3 separate regions of the Mus musculus genome follow, and all the other regions are linked to region 1. Evidence: chromatin contacts called from public HiChIP or PLAC-seq and capture Hi-C data. All regions are on one chromosome and are shown on one strand. Each heading gives the region's core, a stretch centred on a gene start, on an enhancer-like site or on the middle of the called end of the contact. The rest is flanking DNA. Distances are from core to core; before and after follow the strand shown. Region 1 holds the start of Nup88 (nucleoporin 88). Region 2 holds the start of Tekt1 (tektin 1). Region 3 holds the start of 4933427D14Rik (RIKEN cDNA 4933427D14 gene).

Region 1 (4,794 bases), core at 1,241-3,740:
ACAGTATTCTTCAAAAATAACAGCAGGGACTGGGAAGGTGGCTCAGGAGTTTAGAGCACCTGCCGCTTTTGCAGAGGATCCAACATTGGCTCCTAGCAACCTCGTAGCAGCTAAACTCTAACTCCAGTTTAGGAGATTTGACACTCTCTTCTTGCTGTCCAGGCACACAAGCACTGCACTTACTAAATGAAGGCAAACCACTCATACATGTTTAAAAAAGAACGGACAACAATAGTACCACAGGAAGTCAGTGTGCAGGACCATACAAATGCTCAAATGTTTCAATAGTGGCCCCTAAATACATTTCAACCATTTTGGGTCTTAGCAACTTACACAGATAAATACTAAATGAAAATACAACTTACCTACAATTCACAGTTGCTTTTCCACCTTCAAATTCAGAGTCCTTCCCCCACCTCTGAGGTAATTCTAATGCCATAAGTCCTTTACTTCCGATAAGTGCTACATGATGTTGGGTTGGACTCAACAAGACTTGATGGATTTCAAACAAGGGTGGATTAATGCAGAGTAATCTCTGAAAGTAAAACCATTTAGTAAAAATAGTTAATTTTAATATAAATTTATTTCAGAGTTGCTTGAAACCATAATCACGTTTTAAATTTCTAAAGTTATAAATAGCATTCTGAGCATGTACTAACTGTGTCATTAGCTGATTATTCCCCAAGAAATAATCTCTAGGTTCTTGATAGATGACAACACCTAAAAGCACTTGCTGCCCTTGCAAAAGACCTGAGTTTGGTTCCCAGCACCCATATTCTTGGGGCTCATTCATATTCATATTCTCTCTCTCTCTCTCTCTCACCAAACACACACACAAACTGAAAATAAAAACCACAGGGCTACTCTTCCAGAGGACCTGGGTTCAATTCCCAGCCCCCGCACGGTGGCTCTGTAGCATCTGTGTGCACCAGGCACATAGATGTTATATGCAGCACTCATTTGCAGGAAAACATACATACCCAGAAAATTTAAAAACAAAAACTTAAAAAAAAAAAAAAAAAAAGGGAGAAATTACCCCTGATCTTGCGGCCAGGGAACAAAGGCATGTTTTCTGTAGTTCCACACCACAGCTCTGGGTAATACCACAGGTCTTAAACATTCTAAACTTTCCCTGACATAACCCAGTAGGCGCTACTTGAGATTTTTCTTCTGTGTTCCTGGCCTCAAGCAGACTCTTGATACCCAGTAAATACATAAACTCGGAAGTATCAACAGATTACCATCTTATAACTGTACTGTAGAGAAAGGAAGAGCTTCAGGCCAAGTGTAAAGGTTCACGCCTTTATTCCCAGCACCAGATAAGGTGCAGGTGGCTCTGTTTGAGCTCCAGGTCACCCAAGGTCACAGGTAAGGCCCTAGATTACCTTCAAGCGCCTTGCAGCAAGCAGTACTGCTTCATCTACGTGGACTTAATATAAAAGAGTGATAGTTTAAGGGAGTTTCAATAATTTGTCATAGCATCATATAGCCTCAAAAATACTCTCACCCTGGTACTTCCTATTTCTTTTCTCATGACCATTTTAGATTTCTAATTTCTTTTTATTATTCGTAAATAATGATGAGACCATCAATATATTATTTACCTTAGTATGGAGAATTATACTAAGCCAAAAATCCTTTTAAATAAGGATTTCTTTTGAATATAATAATATTTCTAATTGCTTTTAAATCTGTAGGCCCATGTCTTTAAATGCCTGTTGTAGAACTGGGCAGTGGCAGCACATGGCTTAATCCTAGCTCTGATCAGGATCCTCCAGATCTCTGTTAATGAGGTCAGCCTGCTCTACAGAGTGCGTTCCAGAACAACCAGGGCTGTTAACCCTGTCTCAACAAACCCCTCCACCCCCACCGAAGCAAATCACAGATATTACGGAGCTTGTGCATGCTCTAGGTTTATGTCAGGTGCTGGACACACACACAGGCCTAGCCTCTGTTTTGGTGTTTATAAATGACTTAGACCCGTAATCTCAACACTCAGAGACTGGGGCAGGAGTTCCTGGCTAGCCTGGGCTACATAGTGATTCCAGACCAGATTGAGCTACAAAGCGGGGTCATTCCACTCGAAGTGGGGCGTTCCCAAAAGACGCCAGCCCAGGTCCGCCAACGAACCAAAAGGCTGATTGCTTTCACGATGGACCGGCGCACCTGATACTGGGAGAGAGGAGGCTCCACGCCACCACCGCTGGGGCCTCGAAGGCGAACCACCAAGAAGGCGCTGCCTTCTGCGTCCCACAGAAACAGTTCCCCTCCGAGGCCGAAGACCAGGTTTCTCGTCGGCAAATGCGGCGGCAGAGACGGGCACGAGGGTGAAGTCGAAGCCGCTGGCTTCTCCGCTTCGGCTGGACTCTGGTTTCTTACGCCCTCGCGGAGCCGCAAGAACACGACGTGGTTAGGAAGCCAGCTCTGCCACAGCTCCCCATCGCCCAAGGGCCCCACGGCAGCCGCCATCTTGAACTAACAGCTCAGGATTGAGGGGCGGGAGGAAACGAAGCCCGCTGCTGTGCGTAGCCAATCCGCGGCCAGCACTTCACAGCTTCAGCCTATCAAAGTGTAGGAATCTCGAGAAGTTGGCCCAATAAGAAAGAATCGCTAGAGGATAGACAGGGCCGCGGGTTGAAGCCAAGGTGGGCGGGGCGGGGCGGGGCGGAGTGGAGTGTAAGGATCGCTTTGGGGCTGCTGCTGGGCCAGTGAGGGGGTAGCGTTAAGGATGAGAGATGTGTGTCTGATTGTCTACTGGACAACTTCCTCTGGGTAAACCCAGAACTTTCTCTCAAGATTCACCTCCCTCAGCCCGGGTGGTGTTTACTTCTCAACTGTCACTGCTTCATCTATCCTCGGATTCCCCTAAATCTGTCACTGTGAGGGGATAGAAACTAGATACAATTCCAAGAAAGCCCGGCGGCCTGAAGTACAGACAGACTGCGCCGAGACTACAACTTCCAGAATCCTTTGCGCGCGGCTAAGGGGCGGTGATTTGGGCGCTGTTTCCCGCTAAGGGAGGAGATGGCAGAGTCCTCGGGGTCTCCGCACCGCTTGTTGTACAAGCAGGTGGGCTCGCCCCACTGGAAAGAAACTTTCAGGCAGGTGAGTGTGAAGTTTGGGTTGTCATCACTTCCCTAATCTTCCCAAGGACCTCTGTCCTCGGTGTGCTCGCTTCAGCACTGGTTGTGGAGCAGGTGCCCGGTGTGCCTGGCCAGCGAGGTGGATCTCTTGCTATAGGATTGGGTCCCGGCCGCCGCCCGGGCTGTTGGCCGGCGTAGGTGTTATGCTATCCTAGGATTCGACTTTGTTTCATATTTTAAGAGTCATGACAGCAGTAGCAACACCACCACCTAACGTTCGGTTACAGAGGGAAGCACTCCGTATGTATACGTCACGTGAGATAGAAGTTATTTCTCTCCTGAAGAACATCAGACACGGTTAGGAGAGTTGAACTTAAGCTCCGCCTTCTTCCGAACTCAAGTAGTTCCTTCTAAGAAGCAGCTTATCTCCCTGTTCAGCAGTCTCAAAAGGGTGGGTGTATTCCAGAAGAACCACCCAGAAAAACAATCTTCATGCTGAACATGTTGTGTGGAGTAGTGTTTCTCAACAGTGAGTGCTGACGTTTCGAAGGAGAACGTTCTATTATGGGAGGTGGTTCTGTACAATGTAGAACACTTAGATGCAGCAGCCTTGGTCTCTCCACCTACTAAATGGCACCAGTCAGTAGCAGTTCTTCAAGCAGAGCTGTGACAACCACTTGGGAACAAAAACTGTCCCGAGTTGGGGGTGGAGAGATGGCTCAAGAGTCCTTATGTTTCAGTAGCAGACCCGATGGCTGTAACTCCAGTTCCAAGTGGTCTATTGCCATCTTCTGGCCCTGGTGTGCATCAGCACTGGTGTGGTGCACATAAACTCATACAGGCACACACATAGACACAGGAAAAAAAATTAAAAACCCATACCAGGGTTGTAAAGTACTATTTTACAAGAAGACCATTACTATAGCCATTTGTACAATTCCAGGAATTTAGAAGCCATATAAATGTCTGAAGTTAGTCTGTGGATACAGTTCCTGTGTATCCAACTGTCTTCTTATAAGATAAAATATGAAATATAGGAATGTGTGTAATGTAACCCATCTGTGTGTGGAGGACTTGAGGCTATGAAATTTTGCATCTTGAATTTTCTTATATTTTTACTGACTAATTGGAGGGTTTTCTTTTTAGTGGAATTGATGTTTTTCTTCTTAACCAATACTGCCCTCCCTTACCTCCCCAGGGATGTCTGGAGAGAATGAGAAACAGCAGGCACAGGCTCCTGAACAAATATCGCCAGGCTGCAGGTAGCACGCCGGGGACAGCCTCAGACAGACTTCTTGTGCAAGAAGTAATGGAGGAAGAGTGGGCTTCTTTGCAGTCTGTGGAGAATTGTCCGGAGGCCTTGCTTCAGGTCAGTCAAGGATCTCTGTAGCTAGGAGACCACTGACTCCATGAGGAGCGTCTGGTGACCTCTTTGCATCTGTTTGTTTTGGTCCTTTCAGTCTGCTCACTTCCCCAAGCATGATTCTCACCGTCATTTGGCTCAGGGTTTTTACCTTCATTAGAAATATATCCATGGTTCTGCCATACTACATGCATAGTAGGCATGAAGCAACCTTGCAATATAGTAACTTAGGAAACTAAAGGGAAAGAAAATTTCATTATTGCTTTTTCCATCGGAAATTTTGACTTGCTAAGAATGGGCTAGGGACCTCTCTTTAAAAAGGACGTCTACATTCTGACTCTAGTTGAT
Region 2 (4,794 bases), core at 865-3,364, 1.4 Mb after region 1:
GATTGGGACCTTTGGGCCTCTGCTCTGTGGTACTGGCTTTTGTTAGCAATATACCACTCCTCAGGAAGGAACCTGGGTGGAGATTGCAGTAGCTTGGCCATTTAGGATTTCCAAAGTCCTGATCAAATACAGAACAGTTTGCATGAGATGTAAGCAACAGTTTCTGCCATCATCGCTATTATCAATTTGTGACACTCATACTTAAGTGTGCACAAATCATCTGAACCAAGCTCCCAGCCACAGGCCTAGCCAGCTCCCAGATCAAGAAATAATGTTACCAATATGCCAAATCTTTCTAGTTTCTAGTTGCCACTCTCAGCCTCACAAGGTTGCCACTAACCCCATCTTTAATGCTACATATAGGTTCCTTTGCTTTTTAACTAAATAGAGTATTTTCTTTAGCATCTGGTGGCTTTTATTTAATATTGTGTTCATAAAAGTGGTCTTACTGCCTATAATGTAGCTTGTCCATTCTTATCACTATGCAATGTACCAGGTGACTATGTAAAAATTAACCTTTTCCTATTGCTTATAAACATGTGGACTATTCTCATTTAGGGTTATCACAAAATGCTCTTGATATTCTCCTGTGCATCTTTTGAGATGTGGAGTTCTTGTTGCTCTCGGTGAATCATAGAACAGTGTACTGGCTAGTCTTATGTCAACTTGACACAAGCTAGAGTTATCTGGCAAGAGGGAACCTCACTTGAGAAAATGACTCCATGAATCTGGCTGTGTGACATTTTCTTTATTAGTGATGTATGGGGAGGGCCCAGGCCTTTGTGGGTGATGCTAAGCCTGAGCTGATGGTCCTGGGTTCTGCAAGAAAGCAGATTGAGCTGGGCAGTGGTGGTGCCTTTAATCCCAGAACTAGGAAGGCAGAGGCAAGTGGATCTCTGAAAATTTGAGACCAGCCTAATCTACAGAGTGAGTTCCAGGAAAGCCAGGGCTACACAAAGACACCCTGCCTTGGAGAAGAAAAAAGGAGAGAGAGGGAGGGAGGGAGGGAGGGAGGGAGGGAGGGAGGGAGGGAGGGAGAGAGGGAGAGAGGGAGAGAGGGAGAGAGGGAGAGAGGGAGAGAGAACGAAAGACAAGGAAGGAAGGAAGGAAGGAAGGAAGGAAGGAAGGAAGGAAGGAAGGAAGGAAAGAAAGAAAGGAAGAAAAGAAAGAAAGGAAGAAAAGACAAGGAAGAAAGGAAGGAAAGAAAGAAAAAAGAGAAAGAAGGGAAGGAAGGAAGGAAGGAAGGAAGGAAGGAAGGAAGGAAGGCAGGCAGGCTGAGCGAGCCATGATGAACAAACCAGTTAGCATGCCCTTCATGCCCTCTGCATTAGCTCCTGCCTCTAGATTCTTGCCCTGTTTTGAGTTCCTATCCTGACTTCCTTCAATGATAAACAAGCAATATGAACATGTAAGACAAATATGCCCTTTCCTCTCCAACTTGCTTTTTGATCATGTTGTTTTGTCACAGCAATAGAAACCCTAAGACAAGCAGTATTCTTTCAAATACATGAACCCAGACATGTTGTATAAGAAATGAACAGATGTGACGTCTGTAAGCCAACATCTGGGCATTGTGACTACAGGATAAAGACAAGGAACAGGGGGTAAGGCAGCCTCTGGAGACAGTTGCGGGGGAAAAAAAATATGATCCCCTGGCTCTGAACGACATCACATCTGTCTTCCATAGGCAAAGCTGAACTCTGAAAGCCTCCCGCTCTGGACTCTATAACCCTAGTATTTACCCTAGGGGCCTCTGAAGCCGTCACAACCAAGGATGGATTCAGATCTTGACTAGGCTAAGCATCAGGCCCCATGTAACCCCCTCAGACACTCCTGAGCTCTCCAGTTCAGTCCCCTCCTATGGTCTCTCCCGAGTCTGTCTCAGCGTGGCTCTCTGAGATATAACTTTGAACAAGTGTGAATAGTCTCGAAGAGGGGACCGATATCAGTGCTAACCGCTGATACAAAAGACACACCGCGTGGGTAGGGAGAAGGGGTAGGTGAGGTGGATCGGGGCTCACTTACCTTAGTTCATTAAAGAACACAAGCTTCTGTAGGGCACTCCTGACCCCAACCAGAGCTCCTGGTTCTGAGAGAACCAGCCGAGAAAACTGCGGTCTCTATGGCAACCGGACGGACGCAACGTTGCCCTAGTTAGAAGACTGCGCAAGCGCGAATGTGAGAGTGGTGCTAAAGGGTAACCCGAGCAAACAAGACAAAGAAAGTAGGTGGTCCGAAGTCTGATCCTGCTGAGAAAACGTCAAAACACGGGGCAGGAGATTGGGTCACTCGGGGTTCCCGTTCCCCGAGTCTCTGACTCCATAGATGCACAGCGGGTCGGTCTTGGCGCTGTCCTGAGCCGTAGATGACCCGGGACCACAGAGATACACACACTGCGTTCCACGTGGTCGTTGCTCCAAACCTGGAGCAAAGGACCTGCAAACCTAGCGACACACAGGGTGCATGGGTAGCTCCAGACAGGGGTAGGCAAGAATGGGTTTTCGGCCAGGTATCTTCTCCCAAGGCGTAAAACTCACCAAGCACTGAGCTTTTTCTCGGTTAAGATCGCACTGCTACGTGATCTTCAAACTGTTGTGGATTGAGTTAAAATTAGGCTTTCAGGACGCCAGCCACTCGGTGCCACGGCCATGAGTTTAACATAGCCATACACCATCTTCAAACGTTCGTTTTACAGGCAGCACGTTTATTTAAAAAACAAAAAAACAAAAACAAAACAAAACAAAAAAACCCTTTGCATTACTACTGGAAATGGGAAATTGGCGCTGTCTGTGTGGCAGAAAAAGCAATCATAAAGGTGAACACGATGAAACAAAGGCATAAAATTTATAACAATGTGAAGGCACTGATGAAGGGCTGGAGAGATGGCTCAGCGGTTAAGAGGACTGACTGCTCTTCCAGAGGTCCCGAGTTCAATGCCAAGCACCCACATGGTGGCTCACAACCATCTGCAATGAGATCCAGTGCATACCTTCTGGTGTGCATGAAAACAGAAAACAGAGCACTCCTAGTCATAAAATAAATACATAAACAAATCTTTAAAAGAAAGAGAAAGAAATGAGGGAAGGAAGGAAGGAAGGAAGGAAGGAAGGAAGAAAAAGCAGCGATGAGCTGGGTGTATCTGCTTATCCCTGGCATCTCAGCATGCCAGAAAAAGACCCTTAAGCTGAGGATTCAAATCTGAAAGACATATTGGAAATTAACACTCACCTTTCATTCATGTATGTATATATATATATATTGCTTTTTTTCAAGACAGGGTTTCTCTGTGTAGCTCTGGCTGTCCTGGAACTCACTTTGTAGACCAGCCTGGCCTGGAACTCAGAAATCCACCTGCCTCTGCCTCCAAGAGCTGAGATTAAAGGCGTGCGCCACCACTGCCCAGCTCATGTATCTATGTTCTTAATTCTGGTATTAATATTAATGAATACCTTAATTCAAAGACTGGGGTAGGCAAGGTGGCTCAGCAAGTAAAAGTGCCTCTCCAGAAGGAAAGACATGACTGCCACAAGTTGTCCTCTGACCTGCACAACCACACACACACACACACACACACACACACACACAGGGGAAAAGAATGGGAGGGAAGACAGAGAGAGGGAGACAAATAACAACAATAATAATATTAATAATAAATGTAAAACTGAAAAGGTTACTTTGCTAAAATAATAATAACCAAAAACAGGGTTGTGGGGAGCAGAACATTGATTTGATATCCACATTTCCTGCTATCTCTCATTCCAGGACAACATCATTTCTTTCTGTCCAGGTGAGTGAGCTGAGATGCACCTGCATCTGAGTGTTCAAACCCTTCACCACTAGCAACTGGCATTCCCCCCACCCCCAACTTGTTGGAAATACACATTCCTGAGCCCTGCCCGGGCCTTCTGCATCAGAAAACTTGGGTTAGCCCTACCATGTGAAGTTAGCAAGCTCCCTTCCCCACCCCAAGGTGTGTCTGAGACTCGAGTTCTGGGAGGAAATCTCTAGGGCTCAGAATGTTCTTGTTCAGAACCTATACAGCTAACAAGGGGACCTTGTTTTTCTATTCAAAGAAATTGTTTTCAGCCCTAGGAGCAGCCATACTGAATTCTGTTCAAAAATAAAAATGAGGGAAGAAAAGTAAGGCTTGAAAGCTCATTGTTTAACTCTGCCAAGTTACTGAGAGGAGCGAGAGCTGACGGTGCCCTGTCCACGGTCTCACAGGCAAGTTGGCACTGGGCCAGGAGCAGACCTCTCATCATCTCATGTTCAAGGAAGACTTCAAAACAGCTGATTGCATCAGTCTGGTGGGAAACGCTGGGACGGCTATTGAGCAACGTGTACATGCTCTAAGTCTATGGAATGACTAGATCAGACCCACTGAGGTCTGTTGCTCTTGCATGGCCTAGCCCTTCATCTTGTGGCTTTCAGAAGATGAAGAAACATTCCTAAGGTAAGGAGATGGTGCCATGGATAAAGTACTTACCATACAAGCCTGGGGACCGAAGTTCAGATCCCTGAGCCCACAGAAGTACAAGGGCCGAGAAGTGAGCCTGTAATTCCAACCCTCCAGAGGCGAAGATGGAGGATCTCCAGAGCAAGCTGGCTGGCTAGACTAGCCCAGTCAGCAAGTCCTGAGTTCAGCTGAGACTCTATCTCCATGAAGGAAGGGACCAGATATCAACTTCAGGTCTCCACATGCACACGTGTGCACTCTATTGAACATGGACAGACACACAGAGGGGGGTGGGAGGGGTGTTCCTAGTTTTCTTCCCTTTCACTCTGTACACTTGA
Region 3 (4,794 bases), core at 653-3,152, 1.2 Mb after region 1:
TACCCCACAGGCCCTGGGCACCTCGAGAACCTATCTCATGCTCCTCAGAAGCACACAATTCTACAGCCTGTGCTGCACCCCATGACCCCGGGTCACCTCCACATCTAGCTTCCTCTTCTCTAGCACAAGGCACTCCTACAAGCTGTCCCATGGTCCTTAGACCAGGAATACCCCTAGAACCTATATCTTCCATCTCTTGTCTCCTTTGCCACAACCCTGGGCCCCCGTGGGAGGTAGTTCCATCTTCCATGGCCCTGGGTAGTACCAGCAGGGCATCAGGGCCCCCTTCCATCAGCCCCCTTTCCCATAACATATGCCCATATTCAGCTCCTTCTGCCAGAGCCCCAGAAAACTGCCCTGACTGCCCTCCCCCACAGAGACATGAGGTACCCTCACATTCCCTCACTTCTCCAGCTCTGGGCCTTTTCAAGACCTGAGACCATCCTATGGCCTCAGGCACCACCACAGTTTGTCTTTTTTCCCAAGGTCCAGAGGAAACACAGTCTATCTTCTCTACTACCTCAGGTCCACCCACAGGAGGTGGTGTCTTCCCAGCTTGTCCCTGCCTACAAAGGATAGAGACTCTCTCACAACCGGCCCCTATTCCCCTAGCTGTGGGCAGTCCTGAGGCCTGGGGGAATGTCCTAGTATTGCCTCTCACCCAGGGTCCGGTGACACCACCTCGGCTGGTCTCTACCCAGGAAGCTCGCCCAGGAATACCCTTCTCGATCGGCCCCTCTCCCACGGGAACGGGATGGAGCTCCACTCTGCTTCCTTCCCAGCATCCCGACGCTACCCTCATAGCCTGCACCTTCAACCACAGTTCCAGGATGCTCTCATGGCCAAGTGTTCCTGGACGACCTTTTCTCTCACAGCTTGGAGAGCTCCTATTGTCTAGCTCCTCCTCCCCAGATACAGTCACCCACACAGACCCAGCAGGCCCAACCACCTCGGGCTCGCCCACAGTCCCGTTCACCCACACTGTCCTGGGGTCCATTGCTGCCTCAACCGAGCCTGCAGTCCCAGGTATCCCAAAGGCCCTGTTCACCCTAGCGGGGACTGCGGGCTCCGCAGTCCTCTTCTCTAAAGGCTGCTGACCATTCTGTAGCCACCCTATGTTTGCACAGAGCATCCGCCGCACTGAAGATCTCACCCGGCGCCTTACTCCATAGCCTCGGGATAACCCTGCACCCCACCTCCTCGCCCACAGAGGCCGAACACCCCGACGCAACCTGCGGGCCCTCATGCAATGAGCCGGCATCTTCGCTGCCAGTGTACACCTGCGTAGCCCGGGCAAGGGCCCCCGTGCCGGCGTCGCAGCTCCTGGACAATTCCTTTCCCCAATGCAACCTCAGACACGCTCTCTTTGCATCTGTTCCCCCGCACACGCACTCACAACACTCGGATCCAGTCCTCGCTGCCTTTCTGCCTCCCAGCTCTCTCCAAACCCCCGCCCGATCCCGGACGCCGCCCCCGGCCCCGGCCCCCCTAAAGTCTGACAAATAGAAAGGTAATAGGAGGGGCGGAGCTGCAAGGCAAGCCTGGGGCGAGGTCTCTCACTGTCTCTCTGTCTAATGCAGTTTCCCAGAATTCCCCCAGCTCCGGCCCAAGCCCACCTGGTTTGGGCGCGGCGCGGCCACCAAGAGATCGTAAGGCGACCCCACGCTAGGCCTCGCTTCCGGCCTCTCGCCCAGTCGTCATGGCAACAGGCGCGCGGCTGTTTGGGAGCCGTTGATCTTCCTGAGCCATTTGAGGATCAAGGTGTTGTACCGCGACGGGCTTTGCCGTCACTGTCCATGAAGCCAGGGTGGGGACCAGACCAGGTCAGGCGTCTAGTTGTCTGAGGGAAACTGGCGCCAAAAAGAAACTCCAGCAGACCAAAAGGACGGCCCTAAGGAGTTATGGCTATTCAAGGCTCCCGTAGCACCACTCTGCTGCGGCGGCCCCGCCCACCCGGAACCTTGTCCACGCCTTACTTGGGCCCCGCCTTGGGGGCGCAGGACCCTAGGGCTCCTCCCGTGCTCCTCTCCGCACTGTTGTACCCATGGCCACCTTCGAGGAGGTGAGCGTGCTGGGCTTCGAGGAGTTCGACAAGGCAGTGAAGGAGCATGAGGGCAAGACCATTTTCGCCTACTTCAGCGGTTCTAAGGATACCGAAGGGAAGAGCTGGTGTCCGGACTGCGTGGAAGGTGAGGCTGGGACCAGGACTGGGGGTTGCTGCGCCACAGCAGTGCTAGGAAGAAGGCCCCTGCTGAAGTCAGAAAGTGGGATGAGATGAGGATCTTGGTCCTGCAGACCCGCAGAAGCGCCTGAGCTGTACCCCGTCTCTCGTTAGGCCCTTACTGCCCCACCCAAGGATGACCCTCATTTTTATCATGGATTCGGATCTTGGAACCAGGTTCTTTAAAATTCTCAGTTCCCCAAACGATTAGTGTCTCATAAAAAAAAAAAAGACCAGACTCAGGAGTTGATCTTTCCGTCATCATATATGTATGCTGAGTTTTCTGATTGTGTCTTAAAGACAATCAGGACTAGGACTTAAGTGATTCACGAGTCCAGAGGACACGCGACTTTAACATCCTATCTTACAACCGGTTAAAGTCTAAGACTGGGGACGGGAGGGCGTGGGCTATCGCAGTTGATGTGTAATTACTTTTTAACTCTTTTAAAAAGCTGAGCCAGTCATTCGAGAGGGGCTGAAGCATGTTACCGAAGACTGTGTGTTCATCTACTGCCAAGTAGGAGACAAACCTTAGTAAGTCATGTATACCGTATCTCCAGACATGGACTATATTATTAAAAAGCTGGGTAAAAAGGACCTCAGATAATTGGTCAGGCTCTGTGTTTTAGGTATTGTCTGATAAGCTAAACAATTAGAATTACTGAATTCATATTTACAGTTTATGTTCAACCACATATCATCATTAATGAATTGGGTCTGGAATAAGTTCAGAACTCTATTGACTTTACATTTGTTTTATCTTAGCCACACTTTAAACTTTGCAGAAAGTGACACATAAGTTACAGTTCTCAAAATGTTTAAAGGTTAACAAAAGCAGTGGTTACAAGTATATTATATATAAGTCAACTGTTGAGTAAACTGTAATGAACCAAGTAGTATTTTTCATTATCTGTTTCATTTTGGAACAGCTGGAAAGACCCAAATAATGACTTCAGACAAAAACTGAAAATAACCGCAGTGCCTACACTACTTAAATATGGAACAGTAAGTGTCTACCTTTATGTTTGTAGCTATAATGTAGTTAAAACTCAAGTTGTTTTTTGAGTCAAGTTTGAAAAGATCTTGACCTTTGATTTCCAACATCACATTGTTGTTCAGAGTGCATCAGAAACACACAAGTTGGTGTCCATTCCTCTGCCAATCCTGACAAACTATTAATAATGCAGATATTAGTGTCTGGGGTGTATTTTTAAGCCACTTTTAAGATTCTGTCTTCAGAAGAAAGTTGACTCATTTCTGAAAGCACCTTTGTCAATGTTTTCTAAACCCACTTTTCAGGCTTAAAAGGGCTCTCCCTCTATTTCAGCCCTGCCCCTAGAATCCTAAATTAAAGAGTTGAGGGAAAGAGATGGCACCAGGCATGCTGTCTCTTGTTTTCAGCCTATGGGGCTTCCTAGTGTGGAAATACAAGGCCTCTCAGGCCAAGTGTTTTAATGATTCATCTTGACACAAGCATCCTAACTATTTAATAAAGCTTGTTATAACTAGCTGATGGCATAATTTGTGTTCAAAAACTTGTCATTCAAAGTAGAATTCACTCCACCCCTAGTAATATTCATAGCAACAGTGAAAACTTAACCATTCTTTTTACAGCCTCAAAAACTTGTGGAGTCTGAGTGCTGTCAATCCAGCCTTGTGGAGATGATCTTCTCTGAAGATTAAGATTTGATGACCTTGCCGGACTGTGGTGGCACATGCCTTTAGTCCCAGCACTCGGGAGACAGAGGCAGCTGGATCTCTTTGAGTTTGAGGCTACCTGGTCTACAAGTTGAGTTCAAGGACAGCCAGAGCTACAGAGTAAAACCCTGTCTGGAAAAACCAAACCAACCCAAAAAAGCCTGATGATTGCAATTTTGTATTGATTGCCTGGTTTGTTTAAAAGCAGCCACATTATTGCTTTGAATTGATGAGTAAATGATGTTATTAAATCAGTGTATATCTAAACAATAAAGAATTGAAATACAAACCATTAAGTTTTTTAACACGTGGCTATCTAAAAGATTTGAGTAAAATGAGTCTTCAGTATGGTGGTAGTAGCTCAAAGGAAATATTGAAGATAGAAAGTAACTTACTAACTTCCAAATCTGCAGCAATTAGTATCTATTACCTTAAGTTCTGTGTATTTGCAAAACCCTTTCTGCCTTTGAAATGGAGAACTTCATTAAACCATTTAGGAAAGACATGGGATTCATATGCTTAACTCAGGCAGTTTTCTTTCACAAATGTCTAAAATGTGATTCTTTTGTTGTGAAACAGGCTGGTTCTCCTAGCCACAGGCCAAGTACTATCTAAATCTTCATTTCTTCAAGTAACAATTGTGTCAGGCATAGTGACACACACCTGTAATATTATTTTAGATGCTAAGGCTAGAGGATAACAAATTTAAGGCAAGGGTAGACTACAGAACCAGACCTTGTCACAAATTTAAAGCCCAACTATTATTCTGCAAGTAAAGCAAGAATGTGGGCTGAAGAGGTGGTTCAGTGCCTAAGAGCACTGGCTGTTCTTCCAGAGGACATGGTTTCAGTTCCCAGCACCCACATGGCAGCTCA

What was found. HiChIP or PLAC-seq counts read pairs in DNA pulled down with a chosen protein or histone mark. Capture Hi-C pulls out chosen DNA fragments and counts their contacts.
Region 2: an H3K27ac HiChIP or PLAC-seq map of embryonic stem cells shows a contact between it and region 1, with 2.9 times the contacts expected there. The contact joins the promoter of Tekt1 here to the promoter of Nup88 in region 1. A contact is called at or near these places in 2 of 39 promoter capture datasets (embryonic stem cells and hippocampal neurons) and 2 of 115 datasets of contacts at active chromatin or transcription factors (embryonic stem cells and pancreatic cancer cells).
Region 3: a contact with region 1 is called in a capture Hi-C map of embryonic stem cells, with 7 times the contacts expected there. The contact joins the promoter of 4933427D14Rik here to the promoter of Nup88 in region 1. A contact is called at or near these places in 2 of 39 promoter capture datasets (cranial neural crest and embryonic stem cells), 6 of 115 datasets of contacts at active chromatin or transcription factors (the NIH/3T3 cell line, astrocytes, embryonic stem cells and 2 more) and 1 of 9 other capture datasets (embryonic stem cells).

What each region holds. Positions count from the first base shown.
Region 1 is chr11:70,967,483-70,972,276 of GRCm38.p6, forward strand. It overlaps Nup88 (nucleoporin 88), which reads right to left and starts at 2,491. Exons shown (of 17, transcript NM_172394.3): 1 at 2,167-2,491; 2 at 366-535. The coding sequence starts at 2,469. It overlaps Rpain (RPA interacting protein), which reads left to right and starts at 2,717. Exons shown (of 7, transcript NM_027186.3): 1 at 2,717-3,105; 2 at 4,282-4,452. The coding sequence starts at 3,025.
Region 2 is chr11:72,359,768-72,364,561 of GRCm38.p6, forward strand. Tekt1 (tektin 1) reads right to left here and starts at 2,115. Exons shown (of 8, transcript NM_011569.3): 1 at 2,026-2,115; 2 at 1-118. The coding sequence starts at 101. Gm34317 (a long non-coding RNA gene) reads left to right here and starts at 2,147. Exons shown (of 7, transcript XR_003949575.1): 1 at 2,147-2,224; 2 at 3,763-3,787; 3 at 4,225-4,453.
Region 3 is chr11:72,205,580-72,210,373 of GRCm38.p6, forward strand. 4933427D14Rik (RIKEN cDNA 4933427D14 gene) reads right to left here and starts at 1,903. Exons shown (of 19, transcript NM_001361564.1): 1 at 1,617-1,903. Txndc17 (thioredoxin domain containing 17) reads left to right here and starts at 1,975. Exons shown (of 4, transcript NM_026559.3): 1 at 1,975-2,189; 2 at 2,674-2,755; 3 at 3,151-3,226; 4 at 3,836-4,794. The coding sequence starts at 2,045. The coding sequence ends at 3,904.